Linked DNA regions of Mus musculus: region 1 is linked to region 2. A link is a contact called in public ChIA-PET data. All regions are on one chromosome and are shown on one strand. The core of a region is the stretch at or near the end of the contact, and the rest is flanking DNA. Distances in the headings are between cores, read along the strand shown. Region 1 overlaps Rrp1b (ribosomal RNA processing 1 homolog B (S. cerevisiae)). Region 2 holds the start of Wdr4 (WD repeat domain 4).

Region 1 (3,900 bases), core at 722-3,221, 540 kb before region 2:
CCCAGCTAAGACTGCTGAGCCTGACTTAGCTCCATCACCTGCACTACCTGCCACTGTCCCAACCCAGAACACACACTGGACAGTGACTGGTGGCATTCTCCATCTAGACTGCTTTACATTCCTACTGCTCTGGGAGCCATCTAGTCAGGGCACAAGGATCAAGAGAGCTGGCTCACTGGTCCGCTCAGGTTTAACCAAGCTTTAACCATGCGTCCTAAAGGAAAATGAGACACCTGGATTTTCTTTTTGACAAAGGATTTTAATCTTCCTAGCCCAGTTTTGCCGGCCTCTATGTTGTGTATCATGGGGTCCACAGAGGCCAGATGTGGGCACTGACTAGATCTCCTAGATCTGGAGGTTTAGACAGTTGTGAGCTACCATGTGGGTTCTAGAACTGAACCTGGTCCTCTAGAAGAGCGGCCAGTGCTCTTGACCATGGAGTCACCTCTCTGCCTTTCCTTCCCCATTAAAACCTTAACTGTAGAAAGCACCAATAAAATTTCAAATAAATACCACATGGGTGTTACCCACACACTGCAGGCACCGGATGGATGGAAAGTATGTGCAAAGGGTCTTGCATGGAGGCATTTCCCAGGGTACTTGCTTAGGTGAACGCAATGAGGGTGGCCACCCACGGATTAATTTCCCTATGACCCGAAGTCTTGGATTTGGCCGGGCTGCCCTTGGTGGGGTGTGTACTGGGTGAGAACAACTCTTCTTACCTTCACAGAGGTCCTGGAACCTGTAAAAAAACAAAAAACAAAAAAGCACATGGAAGTTCAGAGTTCACAGCTCAGGTTTTGAACATAAAACGGGAATCCGGATACTCAGTGCTCACTCTCTCCTCCACAGGGAGGCTAGGGGACAGCCCCACCTAGGGATGCGGTGAGTCAGGAAGGAAGAAGCCTAGGACAAAGGTGCTTTCCATTCCACCAGCTCTGCATAGGACACAGTGGCACACAATACCAAGAGATCCCATGTCTGTCTCGCTTGTTTCTGAAGGCAGACAACTTAACGCTCTGCTATGTTCAGGGGAGGTTTGCCCACTAGGGTTCTCTTTATGCATCAGACCAAATAACCAAAGCTGAGGCTATGAGGGATGTACATAGGGCTGGGATGGGTCGCTGGGGCAGGCAGGTCAGCCCTAGTACCCACACTGAAGCCCCTGGCATGCCTTTGGAGGTCCAGCTATAAAGCACGAGAACTTATGGATGCCATCTACTGGGGAATTCTTTAAGAGCCATTTTTGGTGTGTCCACACATTTGCAGGTGAGCACACGTGCATGTAGAGTCAGAGGTTGATACCAGGTATCTTCCTCAGCCACTCTCCCCTGGGTCTCTCATTTGAACTCAGAATTTATCAATTTGGCTAGTCTAGTTATCTTGCTCTAGGAGTCCCATCTCTGCCTCCCAACCAAGTGAGCTGCCTTGATGCCTGGAACTTCATGGGTGCTGGGATTAGACATGAGACTCCACACCTGCCAGCCACTTCCATTCGTACTGAGGATCTAAACTCTAACCTTCATTCTTTATTCATTGGGTCGAGTCCCTACCTCCTTTCTAAAGGCATTCATAATATTAAAGGATCGAGCTCAGATCAGTTACTGCCATGTGGTTATGAATAAAGTGATAAAAGATAAAGAAAAAGGCAGCGGGGGCTGGAAAGATGGCTCAGAAGTTCCAGAGGACCTGAGTTTGGTTCCTGGTACCCACACTGGATGCCTCACAACTGCCTGTAACTCTAGTTCCAGAGCACCACTTTGTTCGGGCCGCTGCAAGAGCACACATACACAGACACACACTGACACATCTAACAGTAAATACATCTTTAAGAGAAGGAAAGAAACGTGGGAGAGTGCTGGTGTGGCCACAGGATCTCACTTGCTACTTACTTTCTGACTAGTCTGCAGAGTCGCTTCCTGTTGAAAGGCGGGGTGCTTTTTGAGTTGGCTATTTCCAGGAGTCGATCAGCAACAGCCTTATAGTCAAACTACCACAAAGAGACAGGAAACCCAAGCAGTGGTGAGACAGCCTGGCCTGTCTGAGAGTCACCTTCTAGCTGCTGTTGGGAGCAGTCTTCTCCAAACTGGGCTCTCATGCACAGAGAAGAACTGCCTGAGGAGCCTGCTTGTATGCTCATCCTGGGGTCTCAATCTCTATAACTGTCTTTACGTTTTCAAAGCACAATTGTGTACGCATGTGTGGAGTGGCACAGACCTTTAATCCCAGCAGTTGGGGAATAGAGGTAGGTGGATCTTTGTGAGTTCAAGGCCAGCCTGGTTTACATGGCAGTTATTGAGTAGCCAGGGCTACATAAAGGAAAGACCCGGTAACCAACCAACCAACCAACCAACCAACCAACCAACCAACCAACCAAAACTCAAAACTAGAAGCCTGGCATGGTGGTGCACTGGTGTATTCCCAGTACTCGGAGGGGCAGAAGGACCGCTGTGAGCCCCACTCCACCTAGACTATATACAGCAAGATCTGCTTAAAAACAACCCCACCCCCCAAGGCCCCCATAAAGGCTGGTGCTGTTACATGCAGAAGAACAGGCAACAGTGCTTACAAAATGAGGTTCGGGATCTTTCAAAACCCACTTAACTGTTCATTGATTATTTTTGATAGGATCTTTCTGCATAGCCCAGGCGTGTCTGAACTCAGAGACCTGTCAACCTCTGCCTCCCGAATGCTGGGATTGAGTGTGTGTACCACCATGCTTGGCTTCATTTTGTTTTTGTTTTTTTGAAATAGGAGTGTACTAGGTAACCCAGGCTGTTCTTGAACTTGAGACCCTCCTATGTGCTGAGGATCCATGTGAACAACACCACACCAGCCTAAAACCCTTTCAACTGTGTCTCCAACAAGCTCATTCTAAGAATGGTGACATTAATTACAGAAGGGATTATAAAGGACTTTACAATTTAAGCCTTATGGCTTAATGAGCTCTGACTCTAATTCTCTAGCCAAGCCATCCCAGGTCAACCCACATTCTATTAAAAGCAAAAGCTGCTCCCACCTGGAGAGGTGACCCTGAATCTTTCAAGGCTGCACAGATGTCTCTTTCTCTGCTGCCAATGACTCCGTCTCTGAGGCATTCGTCTAGTGCTGCCAAAACACATCCAAAGACAAAGACACAGTCTTGACATTCAAGAATGGATGTGGCTCAGTCCCTCCAGGCTCTGGGTTCAATCCCCATTACCAGGGAGAACACCAGTGACTGCTGCCTGGGGAGATACTTGAAACTGGTCTCCTAAAAATCCTGGTCTTTATTTTATATGCGAAGCTCCAGGTTTTGCCCCTAGGACCAACCCCATACTGAACAACCCTACCCCCACAAAAGGACTCAAGCCTGCAGGAAGGAAGCTGTGTGCTGGAGGGGAGCCAAGGGAACAAGTGCTCCTGACTGCACGGCAGTTCTCACAGGCACAGGCCAAACGTCTCACAAAGGAGGTGAATGGGCTAGGAGGGACAGAAAGAACTTGGCCTAGTGTGAGTGGTGTTGGGACCAACTGTCCACATGTGTCTTTTATGTACCCTGATTTATTTTTTGGGAGGTCTATATGCAGTGAGATGTCAACAAAGTGCTTGATGAAGACTTAAAAACCAAGAACAGAGGAGCCAGCAGGCTTCATCAGGCAAGTACAAGGGGCCCGGATTCAACCTTCAGAATTCACATAAAAAACTCCTGGGCATGGCAGTACAGGCTTCTGGGCTCAGCACAGGGAAGGCAGCAACAGGCGTATCCCTGGGACTCACCAGCCAGCCAGTCCAGCCTAATTAGGCATCTTCCAGGGCAATGAGGAACCTCACCTCAAAATAGGGGTGGGTGAAAGCTGAACAGTGACTCCCAGTGCTGACATCTGGCCTCCACATGAAAGTGTGCGCGAGCACACGCGT
Region 2 (3,481 bases), core at 255-2,754:
CCCTTCATTACTTCCCTGTCCTTGCCACCACTACTCCTTCCCGATGGTGCACTTATGTATGTGCACGTTTATGTATGCGTGTGTGTGTGTGTGTGTGTGTGTGTGTAACTCACTGAATCCATTTAGGGCTGCCAGCATATGCAAGATCATGGGTCACGTGGCTTCTCAGAAGTTGTATCCTTGAAGAAAGCTGACTTTCCCTCTCCCAGGAGCTATCAGCTGCCAGGGACTTCTCAGTTATATTTAAATGAGAGCCCATCTTTTATTTTATTTTATTTTTTGTGGGGAGGGGGTAGTTAAAGCACCACCAACTGATGCAAGGCAAACCGGGGTAGTTGTGGGTAGTTTAACACGAAGAAAGGCTTCTGGGTTCTGGATTTCCTAAGGACAGGAAGTAAGGGGTGAAAATCCATTCAAAGGGCGCATTCTTCAAAGTAATCTAGAGGGTTCTGGAAAAGGAGAGGCACCTAAGAGGGCAGATCTCAGGCCCAGTTAAGGTGTAACCTGCTTATGAGTACTAAGAAGTCTGCCCAGTGGGCTTCAGCCGTGTGACAGCCTGATGCCATCATCACATTAGCGTTTGTCTCGCGTGAGCTATTGCATACCTGGGCATGGGCCTGCCTGTCCTCAGTGTCAGCACTGTATAAGAGGGCATGGTGACAGAGGAGCTCAGTGGTGCCTTAGTATTAGGTTATTGCTTTATAGTCCTGCGAAGGGGTTCCATTTCTCATTGCTATGGCGTTGGATAAGCTCAAGACCTGACTTCTCTGATACGATTTTGTTTCACCCATGATTTAACTTAATTGCATCTGTAGGTGGTGATTTCATTTGCACGAGAGATTTTTTTTACTGTTTGTTTGTTTGTTTATAGACAGGGTTTCTTTGTCTAGCCCTGGCTATCCTGGAACTTGTTAGACCAGGCTGGCCACAAACTCAAGAGATCTGCCTGCTTCTGCCTCCCAAGTGCTGGGATTAAAGACGAGTGCTACCACCTCCCAGCTTGTACAAGTAAAATGAAGAGTCGTTCTGACTCAGTTTCAGGTAAAAATGGAGCCAATTGCTGCTTTATAAGTTAGACTCACTCAGAGAACTGCACAACCTTAAGATAGCAGTTGTACACAGCATAGTAAGTGTGACTTTGAAACAGGACACTGATCAGATCAAAGAGTTTACTTTCACTAGGGTGTGTTGGGTGGGTGGGGCAAATAAACCATCTTTTTAGGAGCTGCCTTGGAGGTTCACATCCAACCTATAAGAGACCACAATATTCTGGACGTCGTGAGTCACTGGGATGGATGGAACGAGTCTTTTGGTGATCTGGGCAGGCACACCGTTAGACTCGTTTGACAGCTGGGGGTCCAAGAGGTGTTTGTCTTAAATGAGCACATTTCCAGTGACTCGTACGCATTCATGGCTACATATTGGGCCTGGCCATCCAATTCTGATGCCACACAGCAGTTTTTTGTTGTTATTTTTTTTAAACCGGCACACAATGAGTACCAGACCCCGTCCAAGAGAAGCCACCTAACCTGACAGGCAGAAAAGTCAATCACCAAAGGCAGGTGGAGGGATCTACAGCATCAGCACCTCCGGGCACCGAAATCAAATGAGACTACGCCCTGCGCGCATGCTCCTGGACGGCACGCCGTTCGCGCGGCGCCGAGTGACATCACTGACAAGCGCCAACAGGAAGGGCGCAGCGCGTCGCACGTGTCCGGAGGCGGCGGGCGGGCCCATGGCGAGCTCTGCGGGGCTGGCACTGTGCGCCCAGACGCTGGTGGTGCGAGGAGGCAGCCGGTTCCTAGCCTTCTCCACTACGGGCAGGTAAGAGGCCCGGGCTGAGGGCAGCGGGGCCGGCGCGGCAGTGTTCTGTGTCCTCCCGGATTCCCTGTCCTCGGCGCCTCTTCACCACGGCGCAACGCCCCGTAACCTGCCCGGCGGGTCCCGGGCGCTCTCTCTGTTCAGAGTAGGGGTACTTCCGGACTCTGAGGCGCCTGCGCTGCGCTGGGAGGGCTAAGTCACGTGGGTGTCGCATTGCCCAGGCTTCTAGGGGGTCCTGGTGTTCAATTTTGGCCCGCTTGGCACCTCCCTGATGAGGGTCATATATTAGGGAACCCTAAAGGTTTTCTCACTGAGCACAAAACATGCTCTATCTTTGGTCTGCGTCTTGCAACCGGGCTCTAGTTGCTCTTAAGGGATTTTGGGTTCTTAACCCGACTCCTCCCAAAGGCAGGACGCACGCAGAACCTGAAGTGAGCATCTCCCTAAAGACCCTTCACACGACATAAAGTTTTGCTTTATGTTATTTCTGTCTTTATGTATACGTTGTGCTCGGTCAAAGGATTCTTTGAGCAAGTAGTTGATTACCACGAGCCTAGAGGATCAGTGGCAGTCCGTATCGGCTTCTTTTTTTCCCCTTCCCGTTTAGTTTTGGTACATGTGAAGATTAGGAACGTTCCTCAATTTGTGCCTTTTGGGGAATGCCATTGGCCAACAAAGTTTCAGACTTGGAAAATGACTCTTCTTTCTGCAGTTGAGTGTTTAACTGGAGAAGTCTTTGGTGCCTGCCACTTTATAGGTTGTCAGGGTACAGGGTCAGAGCAAAAGAAGGGAGCTTAAGTTCTGATTTGGAAAGTGTTTGATTCCCACATGAGTAAGAGCCTGGAGCTCACGGGGGCAGGTGAGACTTGTTTCTGAATTCTGTAAAGACAGCCTCAGCAGTTATAAATTTGGGAGGAAAGCCGAGTTGAAAAATAATACCAGAGGGCTTGAAGAACTGGCTGTTCTTCCAGAGGTCCCGAGTTCAATTCCCAGCAGCTACATGGCGATTTATAACCATGGATAATGAGATCTGGTGCCCTCTTCTGGTATGCAAGCATACATGCAGGCAGAACACACACACGCACATGCACACATATATAATAAATTAATTAAAAAATCAGAACTGGTGGGGTAATGGGGGATGGAGGTGGAGGTGGTAGGGGCAGCGGTACTGGACACCTTTGATCCTGGCACTCAGGCAGAGGCAGGTGGATATCCAAGTTCAAGGCTAGTCTGGTCTACAGAGCAAGTTCCAGGACAGCCTGTGCTATACAGAGAAACTACCACCATAACAAAAAAAAAACAGTATCAGAATATAATTTCCTTAGAATCAACAGGTTGGCGGCTGGAAGAATACTATATTGATTAAGAGTACCATGGCACACTGATTGATGTATACTACTAGGAGGTTAAGCAATGGCAGTTCTTGGCTCTTCTCTGTCATGGCTAAGACCCATAATGTAATGACGATGGAATGTTTTTGTTCCAAGAGAAAGATGTTCACTCCTGTCTCTTCCCTTTAGTGATGATGACTGTGTCTTCACATACGACTGCAGTACTGCAGAGAAGAAGGCCACGCCAGAAGATAAAGGGTGAGATGGCAGGGAAGCACTTGTGGTTTGAGCAGTGAGCCCGGGGAATAGCACACTCGCTGAAGTTC

The links. ChIA-PET counts read pairs in DNA pulled down with a chosen protein or histone mark.
Region 1: an RNA polymerase II ChIA-PET map of memory CD8 T cells shows a contact between it and region 2, with 32 read pairs. The contact joins the enhancer-like site here to the promoter of Wdr4 in region 2. A contact is called at or near these places in 5 of 39 promoter capture datasets (cranial neural crest, embryonic stem cells, liver and 2 more), 1 of 484 Hi-C or Micro-C datasets (cortical neurons), 9 of 115 datasets of contacts at active chromatin or transcription factors (bone marrow-derived macrophages, double positive thymocytes, embryonic forebrain and 5 more) and 2 of 9 other capture datasets (embryonic stem cells and liver).

Annotation. Positions count from the first base shown.
Region 1 is chr17:32,051,947-32,055,846 of GRCm38.p6, reverse strand. Rrp1b (ribosomal RNA processing 1 homolog B (S. cerevisiae)) reads right to left here. Exons shown (of 16, transcript NM_028244.2): 9 at 3,020-3,108; 10 at 1,893-1,990; 11 at 723-742. Among named protein-coding and RNA genes, the nearest start is that of Rrp1b, 18 kb to the right of the region's middle. Within about 2 kb of position 1,971, at least 55 of the 459 cell types and tissues checked have an H3K27ac peak or open chromatin away from gene starts, as enhancers often do. A contact at or near this core is called in double positive thymocytes and memory CD8 T cells, where this site is marked.
Region 2 is chr17:31,510,510-31,513,990 of GRCm38.p6, reverse strand. It overlaps Wdr4 (WD repeat domain 4), which reads left to right and starts at 1,504. Exons shown (of 11, transcript NM_021322.2): 1 at 1,504-1,824; 2 at 3,345-3,413. The coding sequence starts at 1,607.